Linked DNA regions of Zea mays: all the other regions are linked to region 1. Evidence: chromatin contacts called from public Hi-C data. All regions are on one chromosome and are shown on one strand. Each heading gives the region's core, a stretch centred on a gene start, on an enhancer-like site or on the middle of the called end of the contact. The rest is flanking DNA. Distances are from core to core; before and after follow the strand shown. Region 1 holds the start of LOC100273702 (putative protein kinase superfamily protein). Region 2 overlaps LOC103653707 (flavonoid 3'-monooxygenase CYP75B3). Region 3 holds the start of LOC103653702.

Region 1 (2,766 bases), core at 124-2,623:
GTGTTCATAATACATCGGTACGTTTGGATATTTCCAAAAGGTAGAATTCAGCAAATATATGGGGTTTTTCTAGGTTGAACATTATTACCTGTGCCCAAGTAATGGTGTGTACATGAGGCCCAGGTATACCTTTATAGTTTGAAGCAGCGATTGAATACCATCCAAAAATAGCATTTGTCGAATACACAATAGCTTAGTACACGTTAACAAAACCTAGCAGGAAATGGCTGTGTGCTAGAAGGTCCTTTGTATTTGACAAAATCTACTCTGGAAGCATTCACAAGTTCAGTAGAAAAGACACAGCACATCAACGGAAATGAATGCAACAGAATGATCATGCACATTAGACTAAATTCCACATCAGGCTACCATGATAGTACCTCTGACCACCTAGAGAAGAACTAGAATGTTACTCGAGCAGAAGTAAAAAAAAAAGAATGAAGTACTAGAAGCCTAATAAATTCCATAAACACTGCAAATGCAAGGGTACCTAAACTTAACCAGTGGGTGGCCTGAACGCGGTCCAGCAAAACTACAGCAATTTTTTTCATGTCAACCAACTATCACGAAAAAAAAACAGCGCACGCCATTGCATCACGACCCGGTATTACTCATGATGGTGATAGACATGCTTGGCCCGCGCGATCCTTCCAGAAGGGCCACCTTTTTATGCGCGGCTTCTACAATAAGCACGCAGCTTAATTTAGGACGCATACCCAGTATACATTCAATACTTCTTTGCAAAGAGGAGACGGAAAATCGAGGTTGTAGGCACAGTACGTGTAAACTACACTTGTAATTGGATCAGATCAGATCCGAATATAAATAGCTTGGGTTTGGGTGCTCCGTCTCGCACAGCAGGAACAGAAGACTAGAGCTCGTCGCCCGCGAGGGTCTCAAAGATGGAGGCCTGGGGACCAGTGGCGGAGTCAGGATTTAACGGCTGGCTATGCTATATACGCGATGCAAAAATAAAATAAAATAAAATCTCAAGTCTTACTCTGAAGAAATGGATCTGGCTGTGCTCACCTTGCTTCAACCTTCAGTACGGAGCTCGAGCTGGGACTGGGAGAGCCGGAGCGAGGCCGAGGGGGAGGGGAGGACCGCCGGCGGCTGCTGCTGCTCTGCTACTTGCCGCCGATGGGCACCAGCCGCTGCGGCTGGACGCAGGTCACGCAGCCGCGCAGGGGCGTAGGGCTGAGGGGGAGAGGGGAAGAGCCGGAGTAGGAGGAGCGAGGGGGAGGCTGCCGTGCCGCTGCGCCACGCCGCCGCCGCTCCGCGGTCCCCAGACGATGCGAGCAAGAGACGAGACAGTAGCAGTAGCGAGGGTCGAGGAAGGCACGCGCGTGATGCCGTGATGCGGCATGATGGGGTTTCTACTCTGCCTCGGTGGGCAGTGGGCTGCTACTAATTTGTGGCCATATTTACAACGTCTGTGAGAAACCGCTAAATACCCGCGATGTAAAATAATGGCATAATACAAAACAAGTATTGCTCATCACGACGATTACGTGCGTCTGTAAGGCTTTGTTTGATTACTGTGTTGAGGTGATTACGGTGTAAATTACTTTAAGTTACACCATAATTTACCTCAATACATGTGGATTAGGGTTAATAATAGAGTATCTAAACTAGGTCTAAAGTGACACTCTTAAACAAAAATAACTACGACAACATATATAGTGGCTAAAGTAAAATCTTGTAATTCACGTGCAATCTCATTTTTCTCGGACTATTTTATAAAATAATTGTACATTTCCGTCGAATATGGCTTCGTTCTATAGTAGATCAGATGGACAAACTTTGGTAGTTTTGGGCTGAAACTTTTGATTCTTCCATGTAGCCTTAATTTCGACTGCCACCGGATATGCATGTAGGATTATGGGAAAACCAGGAACTAATGTTGGGGCGGAAGCTGAACTTGACCTCGATCTATCTAATCCGACTACAAAAAAATATTTTTTACACATGAGCATCAGACGAAGGGTACTTCAGTTTCGACACATAGCAGTCTTCACACGACTTCTCACAAGGGAGTTAAGCAGAGGGCCCCAGTCACCCCCTTCCCCCAAGGCATTTCACCGACGGTGATGCCCGGACCAAGCGAAGGCAAGGACGTGACTTCGCTGAACCACGGAGGCTCTGCCTCCGACGCTGACTTCGCTGAACCAAGGGTGCGACACGCAGGTGGAGACTTGAGACTTCATGAGACTACGAAGAAGCCGAGGACTCCGCCCCCCCCCCCCCCCCCCCCCCCGGTTGTCATCTAGGCCCACTTGTAAGCCCCCTTGCGGGTAGATTTTGTAGTACGACCGGATTACGGTACTCCACCCATTGTAATGACTCGTTGAGAGAAATATTCTGGGAATATAGCAGGTAACTAGGGGTGTAACAGTACTTAGGGACCCATTACCCCTCCTGGTCACCTATAAATACCCTACCCTATACAGATGGGGCAAGCATAACAAAGCTCTACAGTTCTTTGCTTGTTGTCTCATTGTGCACCTGATCCCACTTGTCTCCTGAGTGTTGGACCCACCTAACCACGTGTCAGGACAGTTCCAACAACTAGCAACATTTCATTCCTATCTATAGGGACGGAGCCCTAAAAAGTTTTAGAAGAGGTTGAACTAAATCGATATAGTATATGAGACCTCTTCTACATTATATTTGTACGTTTTAAATTGTAGGAGAGGCTTTAGTAGGGTTCCATAGACTCGGGAACGATAGGGTGGCTTGAGCCCCGTCCGCCCCACTGCTTCCTCC
Region 2 (2,766 bases), core at 200-2,699, 220 kb before region 1:
AAAGAAATCAAAGATTATTGTTTTTTTGTTGTTACATCCGTTCAGAATTTCTCCAGGTTTTCTCCTGGGCATGAAGCCATTGGGCTATGATGTGTGAGGTGCACAGAGCAAAAAAGGGGGAGGGCCCCCCTCCATTCCTCTAATCTGGGAGTAAGTGTCAACAACAACCTTCCTTGTGCCTGTCTTTCTGATAGTGCTGTAACCATTAATAATAAGCTAGCTGCTGCTCCCATGACCATGATGCATGTATATGCCAGCATAGATCCTGAATCATGATGGTCATAATCTGTGTGTTAACGGGCTGTTGTGCGCAGGGGACTACTAATATGGCTACATGATGGCCGGCCCCATCAACCGAGCATAGAGAAGCTTTGATAAAGAAAAAAGAAATACCTTTGGAGAGGTGTAATCTTCTTCAGAGTGGGAGAAGGAGGGGACAGTGAAGACAACAACAGAGAAGAAACAAGTCCAGTTTGTTTTTTAGCTCTTAGGCCTATGATAAGTATATGATAGTAAGTGAGTGAGTAGTAGGCATAAATAATAGTAGTAGTAGTTAATTAGTAGTCGTTTATTAGTAGCTGCTGCCAGTGTCAAGAAGGTGATGAAAAGGCACACTCCAGCTCTCTCCTATGCTCGTTTGTGGCATGGATGGATCTCTCACTGTTGCTATGATATGTTGTTTTATTTATAATATCGTGTGTATAAATATTTCATGTTTTTCACTTTGTTTGATTTGCGGTACCACATATATAACGATTTCATGTGTTTTCCGTGGCAACGCACGGACATAGACCTAGTGTAATATATATGGACACAAACAGAACCTCTTCACGGCTGGGACGGACACGACATCCAGCACGGTGGAGTGGGCGCTGGCCGAGCTGATCCGGCATCCGGACGTGCTCAGGAAGGCGCAGCAGGAGCTCGACGCCGTCGTCGGCCGCGACCGCCTGGTGTCCGAGTCGGACCTCCCGCGCCTCACGTACCTCACGGCGGTGATCAAGGAGACGTTCCGGCTGCACCCGTCCACGCCGCTGTCGCTGCCCCGCGTCGCCGCCGAGGAGTGCGAGGTGGACGGGTTCCGCATCCCCGCCGGCACCACGCTGCTGGTGAACGTGTGGGCGATCGCCCGCGACCCGGAGGCGTGGCCCGAGCCGCTCCAGTTCCGGCCCGCGCGCTTCCTCCCGGGCGGCTCGCACGCGGGCGTCGACGTCAAAGGCAGCGACTTCGAGCTCATCCCGTTCGGCGCCGGCCGGAGGATCTGCGCGGGCCTCAGCTGGGGCCTGCGCATGGTCACGCTCATGACGGCCACGCTGGTGCACGCGCTCGAATGGGATCTCGCCGATGGCGTCACCGCCGAAAAGCTGGACATGGAGGAGGCCTACGGGCTCACCCTGCAGCGCGCCGTGCCGTTGATGGTCCGGCCCGCGCCCAGACTGCTGCCGTCTGCCTACGCAGCGCAGTAGAAAAAGGATTCTCTTCTCGATGGCTATCCCCGTCCTTCTCGCATGCACGCATGGGTCGTGGAATTGTCAACTCGGCACTCTTGTTGATGTGTGTAAACTCTAATCTCTGCTATTAAGGGTCCAATATGGACATCCGCACCGTGGGCCATGCCCAGCCTCAGCCATCATCGCCCTCGCCCCGCGGCTGCCTCCAGAAATTTGTAGCTGGAAATCGTTAATTCAGAACATGTGGTTATCCATGGATCTTAGTGCGTAAGTTAAAGGACTACAAATGTTTGGGGTGGTGTATTGTGTTTGGCTAGTGGGAGATAATTATGTTCAAAGTTTGTCTGTTTATTTCAAAAAAAATTATTAGGATACTAGGTGAGTGCCCGTGCGTTGCAACGGAAACATATAATACCACAATAACTTATATACAAATGTGTGTTATACTGTTATAAGAAAAGATTTGAGCTTGCACAAACACACTATTTTTACCTCTAACTTGCAATAGAGTCGTAAATCTTTGTATTTATAAGAAAGAAAAGAATATCCGAAGTACAAGCTTTCCTCTAAAGGGAGGATGAGACCCACCAAATAACAGAATTACATCTATGCTACTAAACAAAAAAACGCAAACCCCAGACACACAATACGCCTAAAAATAATCCATATGACTCCAAATCAAACAAACACATACTATTGATTCCAGAATTTCACCATTTAAAAAAAATAAATGAAGGTTAACCTTACAATACAAAATAAACTTCCATCTTGCGAGGAACGGTAGATTGTTTCTATGAAACAAATGCAAGTACTGTGAGGGTATGGCGGCGTGGTGGCCGGGTCAGGGTCGCCGCAGTTTGTGGGGTCTCATACAAAGAAAAATGTATCTACAAGTCAAGAATCAAGTAAAACCAGATTCTTAATCATATTCTTCAGATGTAAAAAGTAAAAGTGGGCTGCAGTTTTAATGAGTGCACCATGACAGGGAATACGGAGACAGAACATTGCTGGATCAAACATATCATTTTTAGCTTTTTGGTAATAGTATGATTTTGGAAGGATTATAGTTCGACAGTTCTATACTGAGAGGCCATGCAACAGAAAATCACAATAAAGTTGAAATGCAAAAGAATATGAAAAATATTACATCCATCAAAAGAAAGCCATGTACGGTTGTACACTGAACTACAGCCTTCTAGTCACAAAAACTAAAAAGCACAAAAACATGTTTTTGTGAGTCATGCTGGCAACACAAGCGCAGGTTCATGCACATAAACGTGTGATGAGCCCATGTAATATCATCACAAATCGTTGG
Region 3 (2,766 bases), core at 146-2,645, 180 kb after region 1:
TGACATCATCACCTGGCAAGCGAAGAAGCATAATGTTGTGGCCTTGTCAAGCTATAGGGTTGAATAGATAGATGGGGCAACAGTTTCGTGCGAGGGGGTCTAGTTAGCGCGCCTCCTTGTAGAGCTCAGGGGAGAAGAGACCAATGCCTTCACACTAAACATTGACAAACAATCCATAATCGAGCTGAGTAAGAACCATGTTTTCATGATCTCACCAAACACATCAACATCAGATACCACTACATTCGAGAATGCATCGAGGAAGACAAGGTGAAGGTGGAGTCGATCAACACCAAGCTCTAACTAGTGGACATCCTAACGAAGGCTCTTGGGCGGTACTAGTTTGTGCAGTTACAAACCATGCTCAACCTCGTCGACATGAAACATATGTGCAAGGCTTAGGGGGAGATGTTAGGTTGGTTAATCATGCATTATTTAGTTTCTTGCATGCGTATAAGCCCTAGTTTTGTGGAGGCCATGCGTGCTTAGCTAGTGTGGGAGATTAGTTTCATTTTGCGACCGAGAGAACACGTTGTGCGATGTGGGGATGGACACGTATTTGTGCACGACACAAGGTTTGCTTGGGTAGTCGGGTGCATTCAGTTCCTGCATGTTTCACTACAATAAAATGTGAAGAAGAACTGAAATGTTGTAGATTGTCTGCAACATAAAACATTGTGTCAAGTTCCAGTTTTTGTGTGTGTTATCGAGTAGATGTTTTTCGTTTCCGGCGCCCACGGGGAGCATGGTGTCCTCAGAGCAAGCAACAATAGGAGGCGGGACAGCACATAGGCGAGGACCGGGTGTGACTGCGATGTCAGATATATGGCGGTGGCGGCGGTCATGAAATGGTGTACTCTTCCTTCATCCCCATTGGCGAGATCGATAGCACGTGAAGAGTCATAGGTCTATTTTCATGACTCGACAACGGTCGAGTTGAGAGCCCATTTCAAGGGTCCTTCAACTGCTGTGCAAGCAGATCTTAGATGTAAGCGTGCTTTCTGGAACTTTATATTATGATCCAAATTCTCATGACAACTAGATTATTTAGAAATCTATATTCTTAAATAAGCTCTTCGAAAAAAATGTCTAAACAACTGTATATGGATTAGACTTACCTTTTATTAATACTCCCTCCGTCCCAAATCAATATTTATTTTATTTCTTGATTTTTATATTTATATTCAAATGAATGATGATAAATCTAAATACATATACAAAACATACACATCTATTAATTATTGTATAAATTTATTAAAAATCTAAAATGGATTTTGATTTGGGATGGAGGAAGCAGCACTCATCAATTGAGGGCCTCCGCCACAAGCCACAGCCGCTCCGAGTCCTGCCCGACTGCTCCACAGGCCACTCGTCACCCCAAACCAAAACGAAGCTGCGGGCCTGCGGCGGCAGCAACAGAGAGCAGAGATGCTGCAATTCCCGGCGCTGATGCGGCAGTGGCCATCGCCGCCGCTGATCCCGGCGTCCACGCTGCTCCCCGTGCCGGCCACCTCCCAGGAGGACGAGGTCCTCCTCGCCATGGCCGAGTCCGACCTCGAGGACAAGGTGCTGTGGTCCTCTCCAATCCCTTGCCCCTTCTCTAATCACCCCCCCCCCCCCCCCCCCCCCCCCCCTCTCGCGTCCCCTTTCCTTGCCCTGGCCAGAGCCCACGCGATGTCAATGGGTGATTGATGACGCTTCCCTTTGTTTCACTTTGATCGTCGCTCAGTTGAATGAGATCCGGAAGACCAACAGCCACCTGATTATCATCGGGAAGCCCACAGGCGACACCAAGGAGGAGTATGACGCTGAGGTGGAGGACGACGATGCAGACAACGTCGAGGAGTCTGATGGCGATGACTTCGACCAGGAGACTGGTTGACCCAGGCGGCTCCCCGCTCCCCCCATGCTTCGCCGGCATCCTTGAGCGTCGCCATCCCCACTGCCCAGTCTGTATTTCGCAATCCCTGAGTCGCTCCTGCTATCTAGATGTTCTGTGTTACCCTATTCTGCTGCTGCTGTCTGTTCCCGGAATTTGAGCATGTCCTTGTCATGTGGACCTCGTCTATGAAACTACTAGATGATTAATCGATCCAATTTAAACGCTGTAGTACTTTCCTCTATCTGTGCCAGATACTGCTACTTCTTTCCATTTTATTCTTTGTGCCAAGACCAATAAGTTCTTGTCAAGTTCCTTACTTTGTTCTATTTCTTTTCTGGTCGGAACTTCCTGTATGAAAATTCGGTAGCACAAGATTTTGGTTCGCTCAACAGAAAAGAGACATCAAGGAGCAAAAATGGAGCTATTAGTAATATCGACTTGGCATAGTAACACACGGCTATTGTGATAGTCAGGTATCATCAACCTGGACATTCACATCGATGATTCCTTAAAAAAAACAATGTTGAACTATAAAGTGTCTGTTGCCGTGCATTGCTGGATGTGCCCATTAATTTTCATTGATCCCTGCTGAATTTCTATTCTTGACCCAAAAAAAAGGTTGCATTAATTTTGAGTTCCCTAATTTAATAAGGCCAGTTTCTATACTGTGTTATTTGCAATGCATACTTTGAAGCTATGAATATCGAATACATTGTGTCTTATCTTCCCCATTCTCTTTTTTCTGAACCTCTGTACGTAAAATTTTCATCAAAATTTGATGGTCCAAAGACCATTACTTATTATCAGTGGACATTATTACAGGCTGTACAACACAGCATGGCATAGTTTGATAGTTATAATAATTACTGCAAACTGTTATTTGC

The links. A called contact is a pair of places that touch in the nucleus more often than the background predicts.
Region 2: a contact with region 1 is called in a Hi-C map of ear, with 2.5 times the contacts expected there. The contact joins the enhancer-like site here to the promoter of LOC100273702 in region 1. A contact is called at or near these places in 2 of 25 Hi-C or Micro-C datasets (ear and tassel).
Region 3: a Hi-C map of leaf shows a contact between it and region 1, with 6 times the contacts expected there. The contact joins the promoter of LOC103653702 here to the promoter of LOC100273702 in region 1. A contact is called at or near these places in 12 of 25 Hi-C or Micro-C datasets (bundle sheath, ear, leaf and 3 more) and 2 of 3 datasets of contacts at active chromatin or transcription factors (leaf and seedling).

What each region holds. Positions count from the first base shown.
Region 1 is chr4:135,003,886-135,006,651 of Zm-B73-REFERENCE-NAM-5.0, reverse strand. It overlaps LOC100273702 (putative protein kinase superfamily protein), which reads right to left and starts at 1,373. Exons shown (of 8, transcript NM_001360295.1): 1 at 1,030-1,373; 2 at 781-910.
Region 2 is chr4:135,221,249-135,224,014 of Zm-B73-REFERENCE-NAM-5.0, reverse strand. LOC103653707 (flavonoid 3'-monooxygenase CYP75B3) reads left to right here. Exons shown (of 2, transcript XM_008680536.4): 2 at 822-1,711. The coding sequence ends at 1,466. It overlaps LOC103653706 (zinc finger CCCH domain-containing protein 53), which reads left to right. Exons shown (of 13, transcript XM_035967329.1): 12 at 46-150; 13 at 315-722. The coding sequence ends at 90. Among protein-coding and RNA genes, the nearest start is that of LOC103653706, 8.5 kb to the left of the region's middle. Within about 2 kb of position 1,449, at least 11 of the 20 cell types and tissues checked have an H3K27ac peak or open chromatin away from gene starts, as enhancers often do. A contact at or near this core is called in ear, where this site is marked.
Region 3 is chr4:134,827,386-134,830,151 of Zm-B73-REFERENCE-NAM-5.0, reverse strand. It overlaps LOC103653702, which reads left to right and starts at 1,395. Exons shown (of 2, transcript NM_001320346.1): 1 at 1,395-1,566; 2 at 1,730-2,109. The coding sequence starts at 1,429. The coding sequence ends at 1,882.